Linked DNA regions of Mus musculus: region 1 is linked to region 2. The links are chromatin contacts, called in public Hi-C maps. All regions are on one chromosome and are shown on one strand. The core of a region is the stretch at or near the end of the contact, and the rest is flanking DNA. Distances in the headings are between cores, read along the strand shown.

Region 1 (3,720 bases), core at 459-2,958, 67 kb after region 2:
AGGGGAATCACAGCTGATTTCTTTATAAGAGCCAACACACGTACTCATATTATTACCTCATATCACTTCTAAAATTAATAAAAAGTAGATACTCAGAACCTGAAGGTAAAATCCTATAAATAGCAACATAGGAGTGAATATTTATGACATTGGGGTAGGCAAAAATATTCTTTAAAAAATGTGTGTAGTTTATATCTGTGTGCAATTGTTGTCGGTATATGTAGGTTATATATATATGTATAAGCATATTTGTACGTATGCAAGTATGTGCACATGGCAAACATCATGTCTTGTTTTTCAGCCTTTTTTACTGACTTACCAATTATGTTAGACAGGCTTGACAACAAACTCCAGGCTCTGTCTATCCTCACCTCCCCCAAACTGCTGGTTATAAGCATGCCTGTGTGGCACTTTACTAAAGGAGCTATCTCCACAGTCCTAGCACAGGTTTTTGTTTGTTTGCTTTTAAATAAAAGATCATAACAAGTTATGATTTTTTAAATATTATAAGTGGCAGCACTACTATACTGTGTTACTGAATAATTTTAAGAGGTTAAAAAGTTAAAATAGAATAAAAAACATAAAGTATTTTATTTCTATTATTAATGACCAAACTAGTAAATAAAACCAGCAGTCCAAAGGAGAGTTAAACAACAGATACATCACTGTTCAGGGCTGCTGAAATACACCTTCTAATAGAACATGCAATAATAACTCATTTTGTTTGTACTGAGAAGATGTGTGACTTATTTAAGTAGGAACCATAGTCAGCATTTAAAACACAAAATACCCAAGCTACAAAATAACCACAATCAAGAATAGGCTCAATGTGCTATAGAATCAGGTTGTCCAGACCAGGCCTTCTCAGGCACTCAAGGATATTCAGGGAGGCTTCTCTCTACTTCAACAGCTTCTAAAAGATTTCATGGCAACAAGCAGTTTGAGGAGTGAAAAATTTCTGTTATTTGATTTATTAACGTTGACTCAACCTAACATGTACAATCCATTATATTTATCTTTTATTTACATTTATTTTTTATCTTTCTTTTATTAAAAATAGATTTTCTTCATACAATATATTCTGATTATGGTTCCCTTCCTCCAAGTCCTCTGAATCGCTTGCCACCTCTCCTCCCATCAGAATCCACATCCTATCTGTCTCTCCTTGGAAAACACCCTGGTATCTAAGGAATAATAATAAGTTATAATATGACAAGACAAACAAACTGAAGAAAAAGCACTAAGGAAAAAGCACAAGATACCTATGTAGATGGATCCAGTTATAACAGAGTCCAGGAATGGAGTTATATGAGAAATCTGAGTGCTAGTGATAAAACTACAAGAAAACAAGGCAAGCATCTTATGACCTCAGTTTCCTCAAACTACAGAACTGTTGCTGAACTGTGCTTTTGTGCTGCTTCAGGTGGAGCAGATGCCTCTATGGAAAAGCGCGGTTTTGCCCTGTGGGGCTTGTCCTTGTGATTGTATACTTCACTCAGCTGACTCTTCTTACCCGCAGAGGATAATACTGTTTGATGCTCCCAATAAAGTTGGCTACTACATGGAAATTCAGTCTGACTCACTTTTAGGTCCCTTCTCCGAGGTTCACACCACCAACTAGAGTAGCAACAACACACATGTTCCATACACAGAGGAGTCACTAAAAACAAAACTGGAAGTCATAACAGAAATGTAAAAACCTCCGTTGTATTAGTCATCTACCGCTGAGCATGGGGACTGGCTTTACGAGTAGTTTGTATCCCCAGTGAGACTCCCTTGAGGAAATTGATTTTTTCCTTTGTGGGTAGTTATTAGTTGGAAGTATCTACTAGGCTGGGAGGGGGAGGGGCTGTGTTTCTTTCAGCACTGGGACACATCTGGGTCAGATTCCCTGCAGGCTCTTTGCATGCTGTCACACTCTATGAGAGTTTATATCTGTGTCAGTCCTGCCGTGTTTAGAGGACCTTGCTTCCTTAAGCTGTCATTCTGTGGAGAATATCCAATAGCCTTGGCAATAGCCTGGGTTGTTCGGGGTTTCCATGAGGCCCCTTTGGACAACAACTGGATTAGACATAGCCATTTCTGACACTGGAAGCTTCATTTGGTGATGAGAAATGTCTGGTTGGGGCTTCATCTCTTCTGTCATTTGGCAATTCTATTTACATTTCTTTCATACACTAATATGTTTTAGGAAGCTTGTATTAGTTTTCCATACAGCCCTTCAAATGGCCCTTAACACTAGCTGTTTCTCCGTGTACTTCTTCCTTCTTCCCCTCTTCCCTCTCCTTCCACATTTGATCCTCCTGTTCCTGTCCCCACCTTGTCCATTCATAACTATGTACTCTATTTCCCTTTCCTAAGGAGATATCTATCACCTCCTAGTCCCTTACTCCATACATAACACCTACGGTTCTACAGATTGTAGTGTGGTTATCACTGACTTAACAGCTAAAATCTACATATAAGGGAATAAAACTGTGTTTGTCACTCTGGATATGGGTTACCTTACTCAAAATGATTTTTTTTCCTAAGTCAATACATGTGCCTACAAATGTCATGATTTTATTTTTTCTTTAGCAGTTGAGTAAAACTGTATTGTGTAAATGTGCCACATTTTCTTTACCCATTCATCTTCTGACAGAAATCTATGCTGCTTCCAATTTCTGGATATTATGGAGACAGCAGCAAGGAACATGATTGAACAAGTGTTTTTGTGGTGGGATTAAGAATCCTTTGGATATAGGCCCAGGAATAATATAGGCAGACCTCGAGGTAGATCGAATCCCAGCATCCTGAAGAATGGCCAGACTGATTTCCATGGAGTCTGTACAAGTCTGCAGTTCCACCAGCCATGAATGAGTTTTTCTTTTACTATATCTTTGCCAGCATGAGCTGTCATTTGTTTTAGTGGTTTTGGGCATTCTGATAGGTGTAATAGGAAATCTCAAAGTGGTTTTGATTTGCATTTCTCTGCATTACAAATGTGCCTATCCCATCATGCATTTTTCATTTATTATCATAAATATGTAGAGACAACAATTATTTTAAAACTTGAAGCAACCTGTTACCACACAAATGAATAATGGCATATTGTATTTAGGCAAGATCAAACATTATATCCTTCCAAGAAAGCATTATTCTTCAAAGTCAGGAATGTGCATAATGCTGTGAGAGCTGGAGGATGGAGGATATTCTAATGACCTCAGGCAAGTACACATGGACTTAGGACTTCCATTACCATATGGACTAGGATGCTGGGCTACAGCCCCTTTCTTCCATTTGTCCTTTGGCTTGGTATTTTATCCTTCCTGATACCAGTACTGAGTAATTTGGTCATCTCTAGATCTAGGAGAGAGCTTACTGCTGTCTACTTTGGATCCTTGTAAGTAATGGGAAATGTGGGAATTAAAACAGTTGATTCAGGTTGCAATGTTTTCAAAACACTTCTAATGGGAGCTCATCTCAGCTTCGGCTGAACAGCTTCAAAGCCCATCGCACACTTAGGTGCAGGGAGGAGACCTGCTCTCTCCTTTCAAGCTGACAGGTCTCTAGATGTGCTTCAAAGGAGCTCCAGTTTTCCTAATTGTTTCAGCACTGAATCATAGAAAAGGCTTAAAAATAATCTTTTTATCTTCAAACTATTTCAATGGTGAACATGTTAAAGAATAATGACATGGTTGTAAATATCTCTTATACAGTTTTAGATAGACCATGGTTAAT
Region 2 (4,083 bases), core at 1,237-3,736:
TTCAAACAACCATGGGTTGAACATTTTGGGAGAACACATCTTTGTCCTAGACATATACAGACTATTTATTCTTAGAATTATTTCTTGAAAAGTATAGTTACAGAAACAACTTATATTGTATTTATATTATACAAGATCCTAGTTTACTTAAGGAATATAAAGGGTATGTATCGATTGTGTGCAAATGCTGTGTGATTTTATAGAAGGGAATTGAGGACCTTTATTATATAGTACTCAGAAGAGCCCTGAGACCAGCCAGCATGGGCATGGAGGGATAATGCCATTTATCAGAGTTTGGATGCAGCAGGTACTACAGATTAAAGAGATTAGGTGTCTCCTAATGGTCTCATGTTTTTGTAAAAGTGACAAGACAGGACAGATTCAATCATATGTCATTCCATGAGAATTGTGTCTCTTAGTCTAGGCCCTCCCCCCTCGCCCTGCTCCCCAACCCACCCACTCCTGCTTCCTGGCCCTGGCATTCCACTGTACTAGGGCACAGAATCTTCAAATGACCAAGGGCCTCTCCTCCCATCTCTTCTGCTACATATGCAGCTAGAGACATGAGCTCTGGGGGTTCTGGTTAGTTCACATTGTTGTTTCTCCTATAGGGCTGTAGACCCCTTCAGCTCCTTGGGTACTTTCTCTAGCTCCTTTATTGGGGATCCTGTGTTCCGTCCAATAGATGACTGTGAGCATCCACTTCTGTATTTGCCAGGCACTGGCATAGCCTCACAAGAGACAGCTATAGCAGGGTCCTGCCAGCAAAATCTTGTTGGCATCCACAATAGTGTCTGGGTTTGATGGTTGTTTATGGAATGGATCCCCAGGTCGGGCAGTCTCTGGATGGTCCTTCCTTTCAGTCTCAGCTCCGAATTTTGTATCTGTAACTCCTTCCATGGGTATTTTGTTCTCCCTTCTAAGAAGGATCAAAGTAGCCACACTTTGGTCTTCCTTCTTCTTGAGTTTCATGTGTTTTGCAAATTGTATCTTGGGTATTCTAAGTTTCTGGACTGATATCCACTTATTAGTGAGTGCATATCATGTGTGTTCTTTTGTGATTGGGTTACCTCACTCAGGATGATATCTTCCAGATCCATCCATTTGTCTAAGAATTTCATAAATTCATTGTTTTTAATAGCTGAGTAGTACTCCATTGTGTAAATGTACCACATTTTCTGTATCCATTCCTCTGTTGAGGGGCATCTGGGTTCTTTCCAGCTTCTGGCTATTATAAATAAGGCTGCTATGAACATAGTGGAGCATGTGTCCTTATTACATGTTGGAGCATCTTCTGGGTATATGCCCAGGAGTGGTATTGCTGGATCTTCCAGTATAACTATATCCAATTTTCTGAGGAACCGCCAAACTGATTTCTAGAGTGGTTGTACAAGCTTGCAGTCCCACCAGCAATGGAGGAGTGTTCCTCTTTCTCCACATCCTTGCCAGCATCTGCTGTCACCTGAGTTTTTGATCTTAGCCATTCTGACTGGTGTGAGGTGGAATCTCAGGGTTGTTTTGATTTTTATTTCCCTGATGATTAAGGATGTCGAACATTTTTTCAGGTGCTTCTCAATCATTCAGTATTCCTCAATTGAGAATTCTTTGGTTAGCTCCGTACCCCATTTTTAAAAATATGGTTGTTTGGTTTTCTGGAGTCCAACTCCTTGAATACTATATATATATATATATATATATATATATATATATATATATATATATTGGATATTAGCTCCCACCCCATCGGATTTAGGATTGGTATAGATCTTTTCCCAATCTGGTGGTTGCCTTTTGGTCTTATTGACAGCGCCCTTTGCCTTACAGAAGCTTTGCAATTTTATGAGGTCCCATTTGTCAATTCTTGATCTTACAGCACAAGCCACTGGTATTCTGTTTAGGAATTTTTCCCCTGTGTCCATATCTTCGAGGCTCTTCCCCACCTTTTCCTCTGTAAGTTTCAGTGTCTCTGGTTTTATGTGAAGTTCCTTGATCTACTTAGACTTGAGCTTTGTACAAGGAGTTAAGAATGGATCAATTCGAATTCTTCTACATGCTAACCACCAGTTGAGCCAGTACCATTTGTTGAAAATGCTGTCTTTTTTTCCACTGGATGGTTTTACGTGTACTCCTTTTAAGGCACTGTCTATTCCTTCTCCTCTCCCTCACATCTGATCAAGCCAACCCTATGGGAAAGAATACCTGATGCTGGAGTCTAACTGCAACAGGGAGAGCTATCCAATGAAGAAAAGCAAAACCCCTCCCTTGACCTAGCCACACATCTTGGCGTAGCAGTTAGGACTCTCTATTACCTGGCTATTTCTTACCTACTTGCCAGCCATTCTCTAGAGCTGTCTGTTCCTTGAGTAAGTCAACATCTCCCATTTTTATGGAAAATTTTGGATTCTTCCCCCCCACCCCCAAGGAAGTCTGCAAATTGGATGCACACAGACTGATTTCACAGGTCCTGCCTTAGCCTGTATTACTCATTCTCCACCCTACAGTGACTAAGTTAACAGTGGTTTGTCTGGTTGAAAAGGATGTGGTTCCCTCCGTAGAACGCACTTGGCATTAGATGCTGACTATTTAGAATCTTAGTTCAGGGCATTAAAAAGTACCCAATGAGCCTGAAGCATCCTGTTCCAAAAATAAGAAAATGATCCAAAAACCTGTTTAGACATGTCGCAAGGACAGAGTAGCTGGGGCGATTTGAGGTAGAAAAGAATGTTTAGGGAAATGCATAACAATACATTTAATAAAGAAGCTCCAAAAACAGGAGGAGAGAAGAAATTCTCTTTACAGTAGAATGTTAACTCTAAGGAAGAGTGATAGAAAGTCACTATTTTGCAGCAAGCAGTGTAATAACTGGGTCAGGCGAAACCATTAGTGTTAAGTCACCAGCTGAAATGATGTTGGCAAGCGGATGATCACAGTATCAAAGTGCCACTCCTGTGTTGTTGTCAATTTCAGAAGAACAAAGGGAACAGCCAGATCCCGGGACCTTCAGATCTTAGGCAGATGATCAATGATCAAGCAGCATCAGTAAGAAAAGGACAAACAGTGGCTCCGTGCCTCCTGAGCTGGTGCTAAGGAGGGATGAAGTACAATGTATTACTTTTTGCTTCAAAATGCTTGACCTGAATCAAAAAATGAATAATGAAACAGATAAGTACTAATTGTGGTTGGTGAAGAAATTAGCTGCCAGGACACTTCAAAATCATGTCATGAACCCCCTAACTAGTGGAGAGACTTCTCTGGTTCAGCAAAGCAAACAGTCATGTCAATTAAAGAAAACACATCATTTTTTTAAAGTAGGTCTAATATTTAAAACACTTGAAAAAAAGCAATTGGACACATGTATTCATACGGTCTGAGTACCTCTGTCCTATCGATGTATACTTTGGGGGCAGTGCGAATGTGGGAAGATGTACTGGTCCTCAGGAGACTGGAGGTAGCAAGGCCATGGGCTAGCATGGAAGCACTGCCCTCTTTTCGCCTGTGTCTGCATACGCTAAGTCAAGTCAACCACACAGCTTCTGACTGCTTTGCACTAAGGCCATTCTGAATTGAAGAAAATTTGTCTGATTCAGACAGAGGTTGAGTACCAGAGTCAGCCTCTGAGAGGAGCTCCAGCAGAGTAAGCACACAGCCTGGGATGAAGCAATGGATGAACCTGCTGTCGGCACACTGAAGCTGTCCAAGCGCAACCTTTGCTTACACTCTGATGTAAAAGGGTCTTGATATTAACCTGCATTTTCCAGAAGAACCCCCTACGCTGTGACAATGGTAAGTGAAACTTACCCTTATGCTGGCCTCTGATAATCGTCACAGTGGGCGTTCCCTCTGAACCTTATCTCCCCAAACTCTGACCACTGGAGGTTTCCTGAGGCCAGCACTCAGCCCCTTTCAGCCTAACAAGGAATCTTCATGCATGAAAGCAAGGAAGGCACTCCCCTTCACCTCTCAGTGGCTGCAAGCCTCCTCCACTCATCTGTGCACTTAGCCGTCACACATCCATGCAACCCTGCAAGAGGCCTGGCGGGTGCCTGGGGCTTCAGATGCTCAATCACTAATTAATTAATTTTA

Evidence for each region. Hi-C and Micro-C count contacts between places; a contact is called where the count stands out from the background.
Region 1: a Hi-C map of CD8 T cells shows a contact between it and region 2, with 2.1 times the contacts expected there. The contact joins two enhancer-like sites. A contact is called at or near these places in 13 of 484 Hi-C or Micro-C datasets (CD8 T cells, the F1.1 cell line, the HL-1 cell line and 6 more).

What each region holds. Positions count from the first base shown.
Region 1 is chr6:43,418,858-43,422,577 of GRCm38.p6, forward strand. The region is part of intron 8 of Tpk1 (thiamine pyrophosphokinase); the gene reads right to left. It overlaps Gm38800 (a long non-coding RNA gene), which reads left to right. Exons shown (of 5, transcript XR_003956426.1): 5 at 1,061-1,568. Among named protein-coding and RNA genes, the nearest start is that of Gm38800, 8.6 kb to the left of the region's middle. Within about 2 kb of position 1,709, at least 12 of the 459 cell types and tissues checked have an H3K27ac peak or open chromatin away from gene starts, as enhancers often do. A contact at or near this core is called in CD8 T cells, where this site is marked.
Region 2 is chr6:43,351,120-43,355,202 of GRCm38.p6, forward strand. The region is part of intron 8 of Tpk1 (thiamine pyrophosphokinase); the gene reads right to left. Among named protein-coding and RNA genes, the nearest start is that of Gm35113, 27 kb to the right of the region's middle. Within about 2 kb of position 2,487, at least 25 of the 459 cell types and tissues checked have an H3K27ac peak or open chromatin away from gene starts, as enhancers often do. A contact at or near this core is called in CD8 T cells, where this site is marked.